Regions from separate parts of the Columba livia genome. Here region 2 is linked to region 1. The links are chromatin contacts, called in public Hi-C maps. All regions are on one chromosome and are shown on one strand. Each heading gives the region's core, a stretch centred on a gene start, on an enhancer-like site or on the middle of the called end of the contact. The rest is flanking DNA. Distances are from core to core; before and after follow the strand shown. Region 1 holds the start of ANAPC2 (anaphase promoting complex subunit 2). Region 2 overlaps NSMF (NMDA receptor synaptonuclear signaling and neuronal migration factor).

Region 1 (4,235 bases), core at 1,306-3,805:
CTGGTAAGTCACCTCCTGGGATACGCTTCAGTATCCCTGTGCTCAAAATAAAGGGCTATTTTCCTTATAGATGACTCCCTGATCTCTGGTATTTGAGGAACAACTTTAGTAGATTTCTGACTAATACCAAAGTGCATCTGGAAGGAAAATTTACTTCTGAAAAAAAAACAAAACACAACAAACCTTTATTAAATGTGGCATCATTGTACCAGAACAGCAGCTGTCCCAGACCAACAGGGCTTTTCAGGCTGAAGAAAAGGTTTAGGAATGCTTTTGTTCACGTGCTTGTTTTTGTTTTGAAGTGCTTTGTGGCTCAGTGGCTTTACCAGCATTCCCGATTTCTTCCTTTAAGACATCCAGCAGTGTCTGAGAACTCTCCAGAATCTGGGAAAGAAATAAAAATAGCTTATTTTTACATCACCTGTTTCTCTTATGAGTTCCCTTTGAATTCCCCTGATCTGCCTTGCAGCAAGAGGGATCTTCCACCCCTCACCACGTCTGATTCTTGGTGATACATCATCCTGTCTCACCTGTGGAGGAATTTCTCTGGTTCATGCTCATATTCTGAATATGAAACACATAAAGCAATTTATCTGGTTTAGAGCATGAGCCAGAGAGCTCCCTGTGGGCTCAACTTCAGGATCTGTTTGCTTTTATTATTATTTTTAAAGAAGATATTGATACCTCGGCTTTTTAGATCAGCATTAGGTTGTGCTCAGCTGACCCTGTTTCAACTGTCTTCCCATTAAAACTGCACGTTTTAGGTTTCTCGCTTAAAGACTAGCTCAACTCTACAATGACCTTAACTCAGACTAAATTCTTCCTTTTATTAATTTTCTTCTATTTTTAGCTAATACTGTGTATCATGTAACACTCCCACTTCCTGTGCACTAAGAAGCAAGGCTGCCCATGGTTTAGGAGACTCACAGCCTGTCCATCTCACAGTTTGAAAGTTCTAACAGTGGACAGTTGTAACAAAGTGGGATAGTAGGGCTGTAGTCCCAAAGGTGCTTTACGCTCCTGTGAACCTGTGGGCATGACGGAGCGGTCAGAGAAGCGCTGAGGTAAGTGCCCCGCGGGAGGCGGCTCCAGCAGGACGTGTTGGTGGGATCTCACCAGCTTGTCCGCAGAAGAAGGTGGAGTTCAGTGACTATCAGGGGCTGGGGAGGCAAGGATGTGATTACAGAGATGTGCACCCCTAGGAAAGGGACTTTGTTACTGGTTCCTGTTTGCAGGATGTCTGTGTTTCCAACCTACCTCTGCTTCTTACCTACTGTTACTCTCTTCTCATTTCAATAAACATGAATTCATTTGTAGGCTGGGGGTTGTAACTTGTATCTCAGGGAAGGTTTCTTTTAAAAGGTGCCGGTTGTTCCTGTATCTTTACAACAGCTGTTTCCAAGCTGTTATATTTTTATGCAGGTTCCCCCTTTCACCCCAAACCACCAGTTCTTGAAGGAGGCTGAGAAAACAGCTCCAGCCTCATTTGAAACGTGTCACTGGTAAGTATTGACTTTGGGAGATAAAGAGGATCTGATAGATTAATAGATTAGTGACCATATTAAAAGAAACAGTGGGCAAAGGAGAATGTAGTCAGCAGCTCCTGGGGAAGGGATGCTCTTGGACTCAGCAGCTCCTTGTTACCAACAGAGGGAAGATCTGCAAGACAGCTGGGAAGATCCTTTTATTTTTCTAACAAGTAGGTTGGTTGGTAATTCAAAAGTGAATTCAGCTGTTATCCTACGCTCAGGATGAAGCAGTCCCAGCCAGTCAGCTGATGGGAAAGGCAAAGGGTTGGAGCCATCCCAGTAACTGAAATAATGGGAATGGCCCTTGTGCTGTTTGTCTCCTTCCCACCCCTTTACTGTGCCAACATTTCTGCTCTTTTATGATACTATCATGATCGTGTTCCACTAAAGATAGAAGGAAATGACATGAGAAGATGAGCAAAAGAGTGTCCAGTAAGCTGACTGCTCTCGTTATCAGTTTGGTGTTACCTGCATGAATTCATGGTTTTCTGGGTCAATGTCTTCTCTCTGGTTTCCTCTTTTCTTCCACCCCCCCAAATGATCATAGAATCATTTCAATTGGAAGAGACCCTCAGGATCATTGAGTCCAACCATAACCTGACTCTAGCACTACCCCGTGTCCCTGAGAACCTCATCTCCGTCTGTCCAACCCTCCAGGGATGGTGACTCCAGCACTGCCCTGGGCAGCCTGTTCCAATGCCCCACAGCCCTTTGGGGAAGAAATTGTTCCCAGATCCAACCTCAGCCTCCCCTGGCGCAACTTGAGGCTGTTTCCTCTTGTCTGTGAGAGGCTTTTTTTCTTGTAGGGTCCATTCCAAGGGCCATATCAATGTATTTTGACAATGTGCTTTAACTCAACCCCCACTTTCCTCCCGCTGCGACGGGCCGCTCGGTGGCGCTGGGCACCCGAAGGCGGGGGATGCTGCGCCCTTCGGCACCGCCGGGCTGCGCTCCCAGAAGCTCAAACAGCACCAAACCAGACCCAAACTAAGCTCCCCATGGCGGGGACGCCTGTGCCGGAGCTCCGGGCGGTTACCTTGCCGTAGGCCGCCTCTGTCTCGGCGATGGTCCGGTCGAGCTCGCTGCGGGCAGCCAGGTTCCGGGCCAGGCTCTCGCTGGTGCGGGCCAGCCGCTCGGTCAGCGCCCAGATCCGGCCCTGCAGCCGGGCCCGCTCCGCCTCCTCGTCCCGGATCCGCCCGCTCAGCTCCTCCCGCCGGGCGCGCAGCTCCGCCAGCCCTGCGGGCACCGACCCGTCAGCCCCGGCCCGCGCCCCGGCCCCGCCGCCGCCCGGCCCCGCTCACCCTCCCGCAGCTCCTCGTTGTAGCTCCGCAGCGCGGCCCCGGGGCCGCTCATCGCCCCGGCCCAACGTCCCGCCGCGCTCCGCCTCTTCCTGCGGCGCGGCCCGCATGGAGCCGCCGGCGGGCGCGGGGCTGTCGGCCGCCTGGCACACGCTCAGCACCGCCCTGGTGCCGCCCGCCGCCCTGGGGCTGGTGAGCGGGAGCGGGGCCGGGAGGGCGGGCAAGGCCCGGGGGAGGACGCGCCGCTCCCCGCTCGCGGGTCTCTGGGCCCTGTCGGGACCGGCCCCCCGTGGGTTCCGAGCAGGCCCCGACTCCCCGTCTGCCGCTCCGGGGTCCGGGTTCCGGCGCTGCCGCGGTGCGCGGGGGAGAAGCGGCCGGAGCTGCCGGCTGGGGAAGGGGGATGTGGCCGTGTTTGCTCGGGGGCTGCCAGGGAAAGGCCGTGGCGGTCCAGCCGTCCCCCCTTCCCGTCACACCAGCCAGGGAAGCGTATGGGCCAAAACCAGGAGCCGGTTCCCCAGCCGTGCTGCGGCTCTGCTCCCGCTCGCTCCCCAAGGGAGATAACACCAGCCAGGAAGGTTTTGCCCCGGTTTTGCCTCAGACCCTGGCTTTTCAGGGCCCCGAGGGTGGCTCATGGCTCTCCTATCCATGCGTGTGTCCTGCGGGGCTGCCTGCAGGGACAGCGATGGATGGGGACAGTGGTGAAGGGCACAGCGATGGACGGTGTTTGGGTGTTGGGCCTGGGAGGTGGGCGCTTGGCTTCCATCAGCGGCTGAGACCCCAGCGGGTCTCCACGGAGGGACAGTATCTGCCAGGTTTGATGGCAGAGTCTGCGTGCGTTTGGTTCCTGTGCTGTGAGATGAATGGTCTCCTCTGCTGAACCTGGTGTCCCCTCTGCTTTCCAGGCAGCACCGAGGTCCGGCGCTGCGGGGCCGCTGAAGGATGCCGACCTGCGGGCAGCCCTGGACGTGCTGCAGCGGCACGACTTGCACTGCGTGGTGGAGGAGTGGTTCATGGAGGTGCTGCAGACGGACCTGCAGGCAAATATAGCTCCCGAGTTCTGGAACTGTATTGGCCAGTATGAAAACACAGCGGAGGAGCCCCAGTGCGCCTCGCTCCTTCTGGACGCGTTCTGTCTCCTCAAGCGCCGCCTGGACCCCTACCTGAACAGCCTGGAACTTCTGGAGAGATGGACCAAGGCAGGATTGCTCCTGGGGACAGGCGCTCAGATGCTGCAGGAGAAGTTCTACACCATGTTCAAAGCCATCCTTTTCTTCTCCACTACCGAATCCTTCCAGGAAATGATCCAGCAGTTCTACAGCCGCACTTTCAGGATATACATGCGGCAGTGGAAGAAAGGAGAAGATGGAACGAACGAGGGCGAGAGCAGCATGAGCGAGACCGAGCAGGA
Region 2 (3,923 bases), core at 304-2,803, 36 kb before region 1:
GCTCAGCCTCCTGCCTTCAGGACTAGTGTGAGAAGAAATAAGATTAATCTTTAACTTCCTCCATGGTTCATCTCCAACATGTTTTTTTGCAGAGGAAATAGAAAAGAAGCTTAACATTTATCGGAAAGGCTGCAAAATCTGGAAGATGCTGATATTTTGCCAGGTACGTGAATGTCCTTAAGTGCTTGGGTGATTTGTTACGAATTGGTCTTTTTCTACAGGGAAAATTACATAGAGGAACCAATACTCCCAAGTCAGCTTCTGTTAAAGTAGCCGCATGTGTGCGGCTTTCGCTTCTCGTTCCCCTGCACCGAGCAGCCTCGAGTTGCTGTGACAGCAGGAAATAAAATCTGATTTAGTGTCGCCAGCTCCGGGGCTGAGCTGCTTTCGAGGAAACCCAGGCAAAGCAGCATTAGCGCAGACCTCAAAAGGAGGATTTCAGAGAAAGGAACAAGCATTTGTTATAGTTTTAATCCAGGTTCAGTACAGCAGTGACGGCGGTGGGTGCTGTGGATCCAGCTCAGTGTACACAGGAGATGGGTCGGGGTGCGGTTGCCCAGCTGCGGGGAGAATGGATTTGGTCCCTGCTGGATCTGGGACTGGCCCGGTTTCCCTTCCCAAGTCTCTCGTTCCTCAGCGTGGTCAGCGTGAGACGTGCCCAGCAGCTGTGTGAGGAACATGAAATGAGAAGTCAGGAAGGTAACCTGATTTAACTCCCTCCCACGTGGCCAGGGCTGCAAAATTGCAGGGTTTGCAGCGCACTGACCTGGAGATGGCAACTCTTAATTTTCCTGATGATGTTCTCAAGCTTTTTATGCCTGTTACTGCCAGAGTCCAGTTCTTCTACAGCGATGTCTTGCCTGCTTATCCCCGCTTTGCTCAGCTTCTCGTCCACCTACAGCAGCAAGTCCCCTAACACCCCCAATTGGCAGGGACTTTCTTGGCTTCCCTATTACTCTCCTGCCACCCACAATGAAAATTTGTCTATTGTTGTGCCTTTTTAGAGCGAGATGGGCACACAGCACTAAAAAATGGATAATCCAACCCTCAGCACACTGCCCATATGTGAATATTTCCTGAGCAGGTACCTGCTATGGAGGTTGCAGGGATCGCACCAGCCTGGTGTGTCTGCTCTGCTCCCTTGTGGCACTTCTGGGTATGGCTGTGCAGGACAAGAGCCACAGCCACGGCTGGTTTCTTCAGTGTCTCAAAGGGGTTTCAGTCTGTCTGTCTCTCTCTTGCAGGGAGGTCCTGGTCACTTATATTTGTTAAAGAACAAAGTCGCCACTTTTGCCAAAGTGGAAAAGGAAGAAGATATGATCCTGTGAGTGGCTGTGTTACGTTCTGGGCTTGCATGGCATTTTTCTGCTCTGTTTGCTCAATGTTTATAGCACATGGCCTATCCGGAATGGTGACAGGAACTGGGGTGACTTGGTCAGGGGAAGAGCAGGATGAGGGGGGACCCAGGAGCAGCTTTCAGCTCCTTCAGAGCGAATTGCAGAGGTGACAGAGCTGAGATCATGCCCAGGGTGATGCAGCCCTGGGACACATCACAGAGGATTCATGCTTTTCTCTGCTGTTCCGTGTCTCTCTGGAATGGGAGCTATCAAAAGAAGGAGGAAAAAAGGAAGGTACTTCCTCTCCTAACAAAGGCTTTGCTGACCAGAAACCAGAACATGCACCTCGTGACCCTATTGCTCAGAAGCGGCTGAGAAAGCATTTCTAAGCAGGCGACTAGTGGCAGAAATCCAAACGGCCCCCACAGCTGTCTCTGGTAGTTGCCCTCCTGATTGCAGGGGGAAACGGAATTTGTCGCTGCGAAGCTCGAAGTCCAGCACGTCACTGAGGAGGGTTTTCACTAACGTGCCAGCCTGTCAGATGGGGCTGCTGAGCGAATTTTACTCCTTGCAGAAAGTTAAGCTTTGCCTGTGGTGCTGCCTTGGTAAACAGTGCTTCATTGTGGGCGTGAGGATGTACACCAACCTGTTCCTACACAACTTCTTGTTGGCATGAGAGCTGAGTATTAAAATCAACATCTGTTCAGCGCTCTCATGCTCTGGTGCAAACACTGTCAATAAAATTCTGCAGCACGTGTGTGCGTACATGCTTCTGAACACATTCCAGGCGTAGCTGGTCCCAAGTTGGTAATTCAGGGACCTTCAGAAAGCTGTGAACGCTCCTAGTTAGAAAGGGCAACTGTTGAGAGAATGGGAGAGGAAATTGGAGAGAACTGCTATAAGAAGAGTGTGCTTAGTAAAACTGTCAGTCTAAAAGCACTCTGGGTGGACTTTGCTCCATCCTCTTCACCTTGGAGCCTCCTTGGCTCAATGAGCCGCTCTTCCTTCCTTGGACCTGCTCCTCCAGCCCTTGCTCTGCCCCTGCTCCTCCTTGTGTAAGAGCCAAAGGCTCTTCCCGAGCAGCTTGTTCCTCAGGCTACAAGCCTCATGTCCCTCCTGAGCTGTGTGCACACACCCCCTTGTGATTCCTCATGCATATGAGGAGATAGATTATTATTTTTTTTAATTATGTACTCATTTTTTCCTGTTTCTACCAGCTTCTGGAAGAGGTTGAGCCGGCTGATGAGTAAAGTCAATCCTGAACCAAATATCATTCACATCATGGGCTGCTATGTTCTTGGAAACCCCAATGGGGAGAAGGTAAGAGCTTCCTGGGTCACCTCTTTGAGAACGTCCCCTGGGTGCCACCAGGCCCAGGGAGGCAACAGCCACACTCTGAAATCCAAACCTTCCTCTTCTGCTGTATGGGAAGCATCTGCCGTCCCGTCCCACCGCCCTGTGGGTTGTGCCTTCCCCAGAGGGCAGAGGGGGAATGTGAAGTGACATGCTGGCCAAGCGCTGAAACCTTTGAGGAGAACTGTCATTCAAAGCACTTTATTTATGTACTGACAGCTAGGTGTTTGAAAGGACTTGAGTGGAAGGTTTTGCAGAGGTAGGGAACAAGGATGGGCAGTTCTGGGTGCCCTGGAGTTCTTCTCCTTTCAGCTGCTAACTCTCAATATGTTTGTCTTTCAGCTATTTCAGAATCTGAAAAACTTAATGAATCCTTATAGGGTTGCCTTTGAGTCTCCACTTGAACTATCAGCTCAAGGTAATTAATTTTCTGTACAAAGATGCACGCTTTCCTAATCAGCCTGCCTCCTTCATTGAGCATCTTCCTCAAAAAGCAATTTTGAGCTCCCTTAAGCCCTGACCTTCATTTTGCTTGTAATCACCTTGTGTAGTTCAGTTGCTGAACCCGGTTTTCCCTGCAGTGCCTCCACGTTCACGGTTCATCTGTCCTGTTTGTGCCTGAAGCCGCAGAGCCCTCTCCCAGACAGGGACAAAGTAGCCTAAATAGCGGGCAGCTTTGCAGGCTGAGTTTAGGAGATTTATCATATTATTAGGGCATGTGAAGTGCATGGGAGATGTGCACATGGGAGCAAAACTTCTTCTGTAACTGAGTGTGCAGGGGTCACTTCCCCAGGACTCAAAGCACTGGTACCGGCTAAGTTGTCACCAACAAGCGACTGGGATGGAGCCTGTTTTAGCCATTCTATATCTTAGGCTGGTTTGGTTTGGATTTTTTACTGTGGCTATAGGATTTTTCCTGTTCTCTGGTCAATGTGAGCAGTCATGGGTACAGCTTCGTAAGTGACATATTCTGAATTTGCCGTTGTTATTTTATCTTTGCTGCCATCCTTGGTGCTTTGTTCTCCTGGAAGGTAAAAACATGCAGCATTAGGCTATAAGCACTGCAGGTATTTCTCACAGTTGGCATCAGCACTGGTGGGTTATTCTGAACTCCCACCTGCTCCCATAGCAGTGGATGGGAGTTGAGCACATTCGAGTTGCGCGTCCTACTGAGGTTTGGACCCAGCTTTACACAGCGCTTGCATACATCTTATAGCTCATACATGTGTGCTG

The links. A called contact is a pair of places that touch in the nucleus more often than the background predicts.
Region 2: a contact with region 1 is called in a Hi-C map of liver, with 2.4 times the contacts expected there. The contact joins the enhancer-like site here to the promoter of ANAPC2 in region 1. A contact is called at or near these places in 2 of 2 Hi-C or Micro-C datasets (crop and liver).

The regions. Positions count from the first base shown.
Region 1 is chr19:9,422,444-9,426,678 of bColLiv1.pat.W.v2, reverse strand. It overlaps ANAPC2 (anaphase promoting complex subunit 2), which reads left to right and starts at 2,555. Exons shown (of 13, transcript XM_065036034.1): 1 at 2,555-3,019; 2 at 3,730-4,235. The coding sequence starts at 2,594. It overlaps TPRN (taperin), which reads left to right. Exons shown (of 4, transcript XM_005511568.3): 4 at 1-420.
Region 2 is chr19:9,457,666-9,461,588 of bColLiv1.pat.W.v2, reverse strand. NSMF (NMDA receptor synaptonuclear signaling and neuronal migration factor) reads left to right here. Exons shown (of 14, transcript XM_065036052.1): 10 at 93-163; 11 at 1,245-1,324; 12 at 2,555-2,657; 13 at 3,033-3,108. Among named protein-coding and RNA genes, the nearest start is that of TPRN, 12 kb to the right of the region's middle. Within about 2 kb of position 1,553, at least 1 of the 3 cell types and tissues checked has an H3K27ac peak away from gene starts, as active enhancers do.